Linked DNA regions of Mus musculus: all the other regions are linked to region 2. Evidence: chromatin contacts called from public Hi-C data. All regions are on one chromosome and are shown on one strand. Each heading gives the region's core, a stretch centred on a gene start, on an enhancer-like site or on the middle of the called end of the contact. The rest is flanking DNA. Distances are from core to core; before and after follow the strand shown. Region 1 overlaps Ptpn13 (protein tyrosine phosphatase, non-receptor type 13). Region 2 overlaps Ptpn13 (protein tyrosine phosphatase, non-receptor type 13). Region 3 has its middle 17 kb from the start of Gm30443.

Region 1 (3,726 bases), core at 803-3,302, 77 kb after region 2:
ATAGGAAGGAAGTCACTGTGTTTAAAACTTACCATGACTAGCCTGGCATGGGGCACACAGCTTTAATCCTAGTTCTGAGGAGGCAGAGGCAAACAGATCTCTGTGAGTTCAAGGCCAGCCTGGTCTACAAAGCAAGTTCCTGGCCAACCAGGACTACACAGAGAAACCCTGTCTCAAAAAGAAACAAGAAATCAACAGCAACAACAAAAAATAACATGACCCAACCTCAAAAGACTTGTATACCCTGTCCTTCATCTGTGTACATGATTGTGAGTTGTATAAGTTACCTTTGTCACTAAGTGCCTGAGTTTTAGATGAGGTTGCTTTCATATTTTTAACACTTCTGCCATTATTATATTTTTATTCACAATTAGTAAGAAAAAGTGAAGCTTCCAAGAGGTTTGAATCCAGCAGTGGTCTTCCCGGAGTAGATGAAACTGGCCAGACACGACCAAGGTATGGCTTGGAGAGCACTGGTTTCTCGTCTCAGGTGGTTGGTTTTGTATTTGTTTGCTTCTTCCTTGTTTGGTGTGGCTCTCATTAATTACAGTTGGCACGTGACTTCTTAAATTGTCAGTGCGAATGGATATAACAATCAAGGTTAAAGGCATGGCACTAAAAATCTGTGAAAACAGTAAACCTTTGTTTCTAAAATGTAAATAATTGATCTGTACCTTGAAAGGCTGGGGCAGGCTCAGGTATTCAGGGTGAAGTGGTTGAATGAATAATTAGATTACCACGACGTGAGCTATCAAGTAAGAAGTTAATTATTGGCTCACTGGTTGGCTTACAGAGCCGCTCTGGCATATTCTAATGCCCATTTGGGGTTATGTAGCATCCGTGTCCATACTGGAATACTTAACAAGTTTCTTATGAAATGTAAGTGCCTGTGTGTGCTAGATCTGGGGCAGTTGTGCCACAGTTATGTAAACTTTGCTTTGTTTAAACTGAAAGAGCAGTGTATTGATGTATATCACTGCCACATGCACACACACAGCTGCCTGGCCGGAACGCAGAGCGCTGACTTCAGATCTTTAAGATGACACTTGACATCCAAAGTTGGCTTGAAAGTCTATTTCCTAAGCGTGCAGACTCTAAACTCACTGTTGACTGCAGGTGCTTCTGAGGATAGGAGAACCATCTGGAAAATTTCAAATATCTGACCCTTAGCTAATGAATATGCCAGACAGTGTTCATACCTGTAAACTGTTAATAGACCATGTAATCCTAGTGGCGTGGTTACAGCAGTTATTCATGGCTATGGTTCAGACAGTCAAGCTCATATACTAAAAAATTACTACTTAGTGGCCCACATTCTTTTCTTTCACTTCTTTTAAATATCTGTAATATTTTTTTTGTAGAAAATAATTTTCTGTTTACATAATGCCATTTTAATTACTACTTTGTTATGATGGACTCTTTATTATTTCTGTAGTTCTGTACTCAGTATTACTTGCTTTCTTGATGAAGCCACAGCATTGGGATGAGCAGTAAGAAGCCAGTACTAAATTACCTTACACTCAGTACTGGCCTGAGGGAGAAGTTTTTAGAATTTCCACCTCTATATGTCTGATTTAGGAAAATTAAATCAGCCCTTTGTAGTTTCAGTAAGAGAAGGAAGAGAGAGAACAACTAGAGAGAACATGGGGATTGTGCATTGACTCAAGATTGCAGCCTCTTAATTCAGGAGACAGGTCTTCAAAATAAGTCATCTTGGAAACTGCGTCAGTTTTCTCAATAAAGAATCTGAAACCCATGAGTCACAGGAGACGTAGTTTTGAAGCTCTGAGTTTTTTGTATGGAAATGTGAACATGGGGGCCACCTTAATTTGCTAACTCACGTTGTTGGGGAAGAGGCTTTATCTGATGTTCACAGCAACTAACGTAGATATAAATGTGGAGGAGCGAAGTCTGGGGCAGGGTGGTCCTACAGTGTGCACTTGTCGTCACACAGAAACTGTCGAACTCCCCTCTCTTGCCCATGCAAGTCCATGTCGACTACCGTACTGCCCAAGTTCCTACAGAGGCAGTGCAGGCTCTCCTGGCTGTGGGCCAGGGTTTCTGGTGACACATGGCCAGGAGCTCCTGATCGGTTCTCCGCGTAGCACTGTAGTTTTGCATGTTGCATGCATGCTTCCTTATGAGAAATTTTCCATTCCCATCAGCTAGAGTGAAATGGCAAAACAAAGCCAGTGAGTGCTCTGATTTCTGCTGTGAGGTGGGGAAGACATGAACCGGAAATGATGTGTCAGGCGAGGCAAGATGACTAATTTCTAAGCTATCAAAAGTGTCTTTTAGTGACTAAAAAAGATACTGAGAGCTGTTTACAAAGGGTATCTCTTAGCCTTTTCTCCTGCTTTTAGCTCGTGGAGCAGCATTGCCCATTACCCATTGCCTTTTCCCACTGCCTCATGCCTCTGTCTGGGTGACTCGCCTTCTTTCCCAGCATATTAACAAACACCCACCCCCCCCACCCCCCACCCCCCCCACCCCCCCACCCCCCCCACCCCCCCACCCCCAGTGCATCAGCAGATAAGACACTCATTCTCCAGCAATGAGATAGTTGTCTAGGTCTGGAGCTTGTTTTTGTCTTTTTGTTGTTTTTGGTTTTGTTTTGTTTTGTTTTTTATATCTCAAATGCTTCCGTTCTTAATGAAATGTTTTACATCTATATTAGAAGAGATAAAGTGATAAGTCTTTTTTACTGTTAAGTTATTTCTAGTTAATGAAATTCGCTTAATGAAATGTATTATTTGACTTACAATGCAAAGACTCAAGTTCTTCCTGCTTTCGACTCCAGGTGAGGTAAATTACAGAAACACATTTACTCATTCACTCAGCGGCTGCTGGGCATCCACCATATAGCAGATACTTTGAGGTACTAGAAGCAGAGCTGCGAAATACACACAAGCAAGGCTCACACAAGGACGCCTCACCCTAGGGATTACTAGATTTGAGAGCTGGCCCTCAGACAGTCGGAAGAGGGCAACAACACTCCCACAGGGCAGCGGGCATGTCAGACAGTGGGTTCTGGATCCTGCCTTATGTGCTAGTGTTTTCAGAGAAGGTGTCCCTCAAGGGGTGACACTGAGTATAAAATTCAAGTGAAGGAGTGGGAGGGGTGTTCAGATACAGAGGCGCTGAAGTAGGGGAGGGTGCTGGGTAGTTTTATGTTAGCTTGGCACAAGCCAAAGTAATCTGAGAAGAGGGAACCTCAATTTAAAAAATGTTTCCTAAGACTAGGCTGGAGGAAAGCCTATAAGGCATTTTCTCATTAGTGATTGATGACGAAAGACCCAGCCCATTGTGGGTGATGCCGTTCTTGGGCTGTGGTCCTTGGTTCTATAAGAAAGTAGAGTAAGCAAGCCATGGTAGCAAGCCAGGAAGCAGCACCCTGCATGGCCTCTGCACCACCTCCTGTCTGCAGCTTCCTACCCTGTGTGAGTTCCTGTCCTGACTTCCTTCAGTGATAGACTATTCCCACCTGGCTTTTGGTCATGGCGTTCCATCACAGCAATAACATTCTTCATTAATGAGAGGGAGACATGTCACCTTTCCTGTAATAGTGAAAAAGCAGTGTGCCCACAACAAAATGAATAAAGGACGTTGTATACTAGGGACAGTGGCCAAGAAATCAGGGCCCCAGTGTGTGAGCATGTCACAGATGCTAAGGACTCTACATGTTAGGGAAGCCATGGATCACTGAAGGCACAAAAAGGCAAGATG
Region 2 (3,814 bases), core at 280-2,779:
CAAAACCCATTTTAAAGCCAAATGTGGCTTCCTCTTTCCATGTAGAACTGCAGTACATGCAGCACGTCTTTCTGGGGCTTCCCCCTCTCAGGGATTGGCTACTTTGATTATGTCTGTATGCATTTCTCTAAGTTAGCAACATATACTTTAATGTGTTGGGACATTACCATTCAGTTTTTTTTTTTCTCATAAATATCCAGAGGAGAGGAAAAAAAAAAAAAAAAAAAAAAAGGCCTGGCACCTGAGCAGTATGATGGTAACAAGAGATTTGACAGTGAACGTGGGCGCCCTGGCCTATTGCTGCTTATCTTGAGGTCTACCATAACTCTTAACTCTTCTCCAGGATTTTTTGAATGAAATCTCTTTTAACTTGTGGAATCTTCTAACTATTGGCTTTAAAAAAAAAAATATATATATATATATATATATATATATATATATATACATATATATATATGTATGTATGTATGTATCTGTTAACGATTCTGTGGCCATTCGCCCTGCATGCCTACCAAGGCAAGCCTGTAGGCCAAACCAAGGCCCTGGCTTGGCAGCGTGTGTTCTAGCCCGAGTCCTGGCTTCTCTCATGTGAATTCACTATGTATATATACTTGACATTTATTGGAGGATAATAGTGATAGGAATGATTCAAGATGGCTGGTCACTATCCCTCCCTTCTATATCACTGAAGTAAACACTGGGTTTTGTATAAAGATCAGGATAGTCCTCACACACAAGATCTCTCAAGTGTCCATGTATCAGGGACTTGGATTCTAGGATTTCTCTATTGTCGGTCTTCCTCAAGGCCAGCCATTCTTCTCATGCCTGTGCATTCAGTGTCTCTGTGCTGTCTCTGTGAATGTTCTTTTCATTGGCAAGAATTGTAAAAAAAAAAAAAAAGAAAAAGAAAAAAGAAAAAATCCTTCTTAGAGAAACTGTGAGGAAGGAAAATCACGTTGTAATTGACTTTGGCGGCACAAACTTCCAGACATTCTTCTTCATAGCATTAACATTCCTTAGCCTTAATACTATTCCTTTCAAATGTGCCTTTTAAACAGAAGAATGGCCGGCTTTAAGACCGTTAATGAAAAGACTCACAGAAATAATCTAAAGGGCCAACCTCTTAACTGTGTAAGATCTGACCCCAATCCATCAGGGGAAATTGGGCTGAGATGCCATTTACTGTGACTTAGTTTAGAGAAATAAATACAATAATCTTGTGAGAGTTCTGCTTCCAGCAAAGATGGAATAACAGGAATGAATTTTACCCGACTTCCTGCAAAAGCTGGAATACAGATAAACTCTCCCAAAGAATTTTTCGTACAGTGAACATCAGGTAATACAAGGCAGCAATCCCCAAGGCGAGGGCACAGCTTGCGCTGTGTGATTTTGCTGCTTACTACATTGAGAGAGTTTCCAGGATGTGGCAGCAGAGAGGAGAAACCTGGTAGAGAAATGACTGTCTGGGTTCAGAAAGCTGGTGTCAAGGCGCTGAGTAGTGGGGGTGAGGAGGATGCTGGAGCCCCACAGAAGAAGGAGTCTTTGAGTTTCTAGATGAGTAACCAGATTCTCATGTGTGCAGGGAACCTACCCAAGCTTGAAAAAGGAACCAAACAAAAGAACGAGAAGAAAAGCATTTGCCTCATGTTAGGCCAGTGATAACGTGCCCCCCAAAAGCAGCCTGGAGGACCTCAAGACACCCAGGTATTGGGGTGTGCAGGGGGCAAGTTCCCTGGTAGGAAACAGTTGTTTGCCCCCACTGCGCATTGACCTGGATAAGCTTAACTTATCTTTAATACCTAAAAAATATCAAACTTCTAGTTCCTCAGATAATTTCACAGTCAACTGAACATTTTACCGACATAAAATTCATTAAAAAATGCCCTGGGAGTCAAATAAGCAGAAAAAAAAAATGAGAAGATAACTCAGTAATCAAGACTGACTTATAAATAACAAAAATGTTAAAATTGTTGGATAAATTAAAATAAATTTTATGCTGTATACCAACTGTGTTTCTGTATAAACAAACGTTCAGAGATGCAACGGTTAGGGAAATTTGGGGTTTGGTATAAAATGTCCCCAACCAACTGATTTTTACTATTGAGATGACTTACATTTGACCATGTTCAGTGGTGGGCTAATCCACGGAAAAATTCTTAGCAGAGTTATCTATTAGAGGGCGTGGCCTAGTTGGGGCTTCGGCTTCTGGGAGCATAGGTCCCTAAGTTCTCCCTCTCCGCGCTCTCTCCTCTTCCCTCGCCTTTTCCTTCTCCTTCCTGCCCATTGTGAGGTGAGTCCCTTTGCTCCAGCGTGGGCTCCTTATCTGTGCTGTGCCTCACCACAGCTCTCACTCAGTGGAACCAGATGAACATGGGCTGAAACCATGAGCCAAAGTTAACCATTTCCTCCTTTATATTGTTAAGTTGTTTGTTGTTGGTGGTGGTTGTTGTGTTTGTATTTTTGCCATAGCAACAAAAAATTAACAGAACAATAAATTTACTAAGATTGAAAATGAACAGGATATCAATGAATATGAAAGCTGCAAGTGACCTAATAATTCATGTGAAATTTGAATCCTTGAGGAAGAGGGCAAAGAGGCATGAAATAAAAACTTGAGAAAATATGGGCTAAAATTTTCTAAATATTGTTAAAAATTAGGAATCGTCATGTATTAGTCAGAATTCTCTAGAGGAACACAATTTATAGAATGAATGCCTATATATATACATACATGTGTGTATGCATGCACATGGGGCATTTATTAGAATGGCTTACAGGCTGGGGTCCAGCTAGTTCAGCAATGGCTGTATACCATCAAAAAGTCCAAATGTCTAGCAGTTGCTTGTTCTAGGAGGGTGGATGTCACTGATAGTCCTCTGTGTATCCCGGAATCCCAGAGAAGTAGGCTGTAGCACCAGTGAAGGAAGGCACGCTCCTGCAGGGTGAGAGCAAGCAGGCACAGAGTTAAGGCTTCCTTCCTCTGTGGCCTTCACTTGGCTGCCTGCAGAGGTGTGGCGCAGATCAAAAGTGGGTCTTCCCACCTCAAAAGGTGTGGATAAAAAGTGGATCTCTCCACTTCCCATGATTTAATTAAGAAAAAGAATTCCTCACAGGTAAACCAGTCACTTCAGTTTTAGTCCCAAATGTTGTCAGATTGACAGCCAAGAGTAGCTGCCATCCTTCATGATCCTCAAACATATGAAAAAGAAAGGATCACTGAGGGTGGTACATCCATAAATAAATTTTCTAAATCTGTGATTAAAAAAAAAAGTCACCAAAGAGAAGAGACACACTGATTTACAGAGGAGCAATGGTAAGAAAGACAGGATACTTTTTGCTGGGAAAAAAAGTCCAAGAAGACAGTGAGGGGCTGGAGAGATGGCTCAGTGATTACGAGCACTGGCTGCTCTTCCAGAGGTCTTGAGTTCAATTCTCAGCAACCACATGGTGGCTCACAACCATCTGTAATGAGATCTGGTGCCTTCTTCTGACCTGAAGGTATACAAGCAAGCAGAATGCTGTATACATAATACATAAATCTTAAAGGAAAAACAAAACAAAACAGAACAATGCAGCCAAACCTTTGAATACTGAAGATTTTCTATCCATAGCAAATGGCTTCCATAAACAAAGCTACAAGAAACTGTTTTGGAAGCACAATAGCTTAAAAGAATTTACCTTAAGCATGTTGTTCATGCAGAAGGGAGACATTGGTCCCAAATAGATACACGCAACAAAATGAAGCACTGGAAATGATTACATTGACATGAACACACACATGCACGGCCCATAATCAATAAAAAGAGAAGAAAAG
Region 3 (3,778 bases), core at 1,215-3,714, 65 kb before region 2:
GCTGGCAGCCTGGCACCTCCCATAGTGACAGTGGAATGGTTGGCTACTCCAGACCTGTGTCGATTCCCCATTGGTTCATAGACTATATAAAAACACCTGCTGCTGAGCAATGAAACAGACTCAGTGCTGGTCTCCAGAGTCTGCTTCCCGGTGGGTTCATGACTCTGCCCCCCTCACCCACTCCTCCGTCCTGGTTCCCACACCCTCCTCCCTACTTCTTTCCGGTGCTGAGGGTGGAACACAGGGTCTCACCTGGGTAGACAAGTGCTGGATCACTGAACCACACCCCGACCTGTGTTTCCGAATTTTCTATTCTTCATAAGAGCTCATATTGCATTTTTACTTGAAATAGATATAGAAAAATAATACTCGAGGGAAATCTACCTTAAAATAACATGTCTTAGGACCTTTTGTCTTTTGAGTTTAGTAAGTGATGGAAATCCTTAAGAGGACTTAAGAGCCTCAAACTCTGCCACACACAAGCTGTGGGGCTATCTGTAAGTCCCTCGGCCTCCCGAACCTTGTTTCTTCATCTATAAAATAAAAAGCTAGATTCCCCTATAATATCACTGACCTGCAGCCATGCCCTAGCTCAATTTCCACCTTAACATTTCTGAGATACTTGCAGATGGGGTGTATCCTAACTACTCCAGCAGAGCTCTTAACTTCAGAAATGTCCTAGCAAACATGGCAGTGGCTGCTTGTTTTGCTTCTGGGCAATATTTAACATCATTTGTATGTTTCCGTCTTGCTTTCAAACCAACTCTGTCAAAAGAAACACATTACAATCCGGTGCTGCCTATCACCAAGACTAAGGCACAGCTAACTCAGGTCACTGCGATCTACAGCAGGAGCCCAAGCAGCGAGGTTGGGATGGTGCCCAAGCAACAACGAACAGAATGAAGAAAAACCCTTCGTATTTCATTTAACAGTAGCCTGTGGCAAAACAACAACAACAACAACAACCTTTTTCCCGGAGTAAGAAGTATAATGGAGACTGGGCCTCAATGAAACAGAGCACTGACCCAGCATACATGAGGCTCTGGGTTCAATCCCCAGCACTTTAGAGAGATTAAGCTCCTGGAGGCATCCAGGCAAAGGAATCCCAGGAGGCCCCAGGGAGAGATGCAGTATCTCCCTGCTTTGTGTGTTTGGGTGGGGCTGAAGGTTGAGGAAGTCTTTGGACATAGAAAGAGAAAGCAGGACTATTAATGACTAGACAAGCAACCATTACATCAGTTTAAAGCTAACCATGATCTCATCGAACTAACTTCCAGATACGTTTCTCTTTCTCTTCTATTCTTGTATCATCTCCTTGCTACTTCCTCTGGGAACTGTGGACTCTCTGTAATCCGTGTTTGAAGGTTTTCTCTGGTTTCGTAAATACAAACTCACCCCGTATCAGAGGGATGTGCTGGGTGAAACATCGCTCACATCTGAAGAGGAAAACAGAAACTCTCGAGCCTTCCTGTTCATGTTGTGAAAATCCACTGCCATTCATCGCTGCGATCACCCTAACTTCTACAAAGGGGAGAACTGAATGTACATGAACTGAGTGACTCAATTCTAACAAAACAAAATTTCTCAAACGCTAAAAAGAAAGTGAAGAACTAAAATAAAAAACTGAACATACAAAAAAGATACAATTAAGCTCGCTGCAACCTTGGCAAGAGCAACCAGGGGAGTGAGGGGAGTCGAGTGTGTGGGAGTCAAGCTCCCTGGCCAAAGAAAACAGTAACACGGAGCTTCAGCATGAGATCTGAAGAGACCCAGTGAGTCACCAAGGAAGGGGAAACCAGCGGAGAAAATAAGAGACAGCCATGCCACAAAAAAACAAAAAAACCACGGACCTTTTAAAAAGAACGAGAAGGCGAGGCATCCCCTCCACAGAACTGCAGGCAAGACCTCAGCAGACATGTCATGAAAGATGAGACTGGGACTGGGAGGCAGAGGGAGAAACTCCTGGCCCAGGTTAATGTTGCTAAAAGAGAGAAGTTGGAGGTGTGGGAGGATGAAGGACTTCCCATAAGGTTATCAGTTCCAGAGAATGCCTCAGAAGGGCTTGTCCTGGAGAGAGGAAGTCATTGTTCTGAATCCAGTAATGTGCAGCGCCTTTCCGGTATTTAGGATTTTAATCCCTGAGCAGGAAAAAGGTTCCTAACATGAGGTGGGGAAGCAGGAGGCCACACAGAATAAAGATCCCTCGCATTTTAAACAAGGCAGCTGATGGCCGGCTTCAGTGTTCACACTGGGCCACAAACAACCTTCTCCCGGAGGGACAGGAGGGATGGGGAAGGAAACCCGCTGCTTCCTGAGGCTGATCACTGACTACATTGTAGCCACTGTGCACTCAGCACTCTGACCAGAAATATCTTATCTCTGTAGTTGCTTAGAGCCACAAATGTCAGTGACTTGAAGCGTCGTCGCCTACTTGCGTGCTCTTTCAAATCTTTCATTGTGACCAGTAAAAACTTGCAAGCCCATTTAATAAATCAATAAGGCTCAGAAAAGCTACTTTGAGATGAGTGTACTTGGGTGACCATTTAAAAAAAAAAAAAAAGGTCATTTATGTTCTATTGCCCGCGGGGATTTCTGGGAGTCTATGTGATAAGCTTGGGAGACAATCAGCCCCTTGAACTGTTGAGAGGAAGTTGTTCTGACCCGATTGCTTCCTGTGAGCAGAGGAGAGCTTTCGATTACAAAGCAGCTTCATAGTTACAGACACAAGCCCAAGATACCCCCTTTCTTTCCATACCAAAAACTGGTGACTGGCTGAGGAGGAGGGAGGTAGGGATTGGGGGTGGGAGGGAGGGCACCCGGCAGGCTCTACTTCCCGATTTCAGGAGACAGAATCTTTGGACTTGCTTCCTGGGGAGTTTGAGAAAAGACTAGGAAAGGGAAGCAAGAAAACAGGATGACCGTGATTTTGAATGTTGGCTTGTTTCAGTTTTGTTGTTGTTGTTTGTTTGTTTGTTTGTTATGTGTTTGTGTTCTATCATGAAAAAGACATTAGTCAACAAAAGAACTAGAAAGTGTTATCAGACCCTTGTATGCATCCTATATCTTGAGTCCTGCGTTTTCTACAGTGGGCATGCGCAGCACCTGAGAGAGGAGGACTGTGGGAAGTGGGATGTTGTCAGAGCAGCGCAGGGGAAGAACGAGACCGTGAAGAGTTCTTAGAACAGAACCTGTCAACCCATCAGACGTTTGTTCAGCGTCCATTCAGGTCAGGGATCTAAATCAGAATCTAAATAGATCCAAAGAGAGTAAGCACCTATTTCACGTGTTAAAGGATATAGTTCCATGTTTGATATATAGTAGAGAGTATCTGTAATTCTTCTTAAGGGCAAACTGCCGTGCCACATCTGCAAGGCAACAGAATTTCAGGGATCAGTTCAAAGTGAAAAGGGTGGGGCTTTCAATCAGAATTAACCGTTTCTTTCTTAATTTTCCTTTCTTTACATTTCTTTACCGGGTGGGTGGGTGTATAGGCAAGCTCATACCAGAGCACACTTGTAGGTTGGAAGACACATAGCAGGTATTGGCTGTCACCTCCTACCTTTACCTTGAAAGTGCCTTTAATTTGCTAAGCCATCTATCTCTCCAACCCCTAGAATTATTAGAACTCACAAGTTGACAACAACAGAAGCCAGAGGCTGTCTTAGGGTTTCCGTTCCTGTGAAGAGACTCCATGATCAAGGCAACTCTTATAAAGGAAAACATTTAATTGGGGCTGGCTTACAGTTCCAGAGGTTCAGTCCATTATCATCATAGCAAG

Evidence for each region. Hi-C and Micro-C count contacts between places; a contact is called where the count stands out from the background.
Region 1: a Hi-C map of Th1 cells shows a contact between it and region 2, with 2.8 times the contacts expected there. The contact joins two enhancer-like sites. A contact is called at or near these places in 2 of 39 promoter capture datasets (hematopoietic stem and progenitor cells and hippocampal neurons), 5 of 484 Hi-C or Micro-C datasets (CD8 T cells, Th1 cells, cranial neural crest and 2 more), 2 of 115 datasets of contacts at active chromatin or transcription factors (the SCID.adh cell line and embryonic stem cells) and 1 of 9 other capture datasets (adipose tissue).
Region 3: a Hi-C map of Th1 cells shows a contact between it and region 2, with 2.7 times the contacts expected there. The contact joins two enhancer-like sites. A contact is called at or near these places in 2 of 39 promoter capture datasets (cranial neural crest and second pharyngeal arch cranial neural crest), 1 of 15 datasets of contacts at CTCF or cohesin (CD8 T cells), 22 of 484 Hi-C or Micro-C datasets (3T3-L1-derived adipocytes, B cells, the CH12 cell line and 14 more) and 4 of 115 datasets of contacts at active chromatin or transcription factors (CD8 T cells, T-cell acute lymphoblastic leukemia, effector CD8 T cells and 1 more).

The regions. Positions count from the first base shown.
Region 1 is chr5:103,517,114-103,520,839 of GRCm38.p6, forward strand. It overlaps Ptpn13 (protein tyrosine phosphatase, non-receptor type 13), which reads left to right. Exons shown (of 48, transcript NM_011204.2): 9 at 375-456. Among named protein-coding and RNA genes, the nearest start is that of Ptpn13, 94 kb to the left of the region's middle. Within about 2 kb of position 2,053, at least 45 of the 459 cell types and tissues checked have an H3K27ac peak or open chromatin away from gene starts, as enhancers often do. A contact at or near this core is called in Th1 cells, where this site is marked.
Region 2 is chr5:103,440,857-103,444,670 of GRCm38.p6, forward strand. All of the region lies in intron 1 of Ptpn13 (protein tyrosine phosphatase, non-receptor type 13), which reads left to right. Among named protein-coding and RNA genes, the nearest start is that of Ptpn13, 18 kb to the left of the region's middle. Within about 2 kb of position 1,530, at least 22 of the 459 cell types and tissues checked have an H3K27ac peak or open chromatin away from gene starts, as enhancers often do. A contact at or near this core is called in CD8 T cells, Th1 cells and effector CD8 T cells, where this site is marked.
Region 3 is chr5:103,375,332-103,379,109 of GRCm38.p6, forward strand. No RefSeq gene overlaps it. Among named protein-coding and RNA genes, the nearest start is that of Gm30443, 17 kb to the left of the region's middle. Within about 2 kb of position 2,465, at least 122 of the 459 cell types and tissues checked have an H3K27ac peak or open chromatin away from gene starts, as enhancers often do. A contact at or near this core is called in CD8 T cells, Th1 cells and effector CD8 T cells, where this site is marked.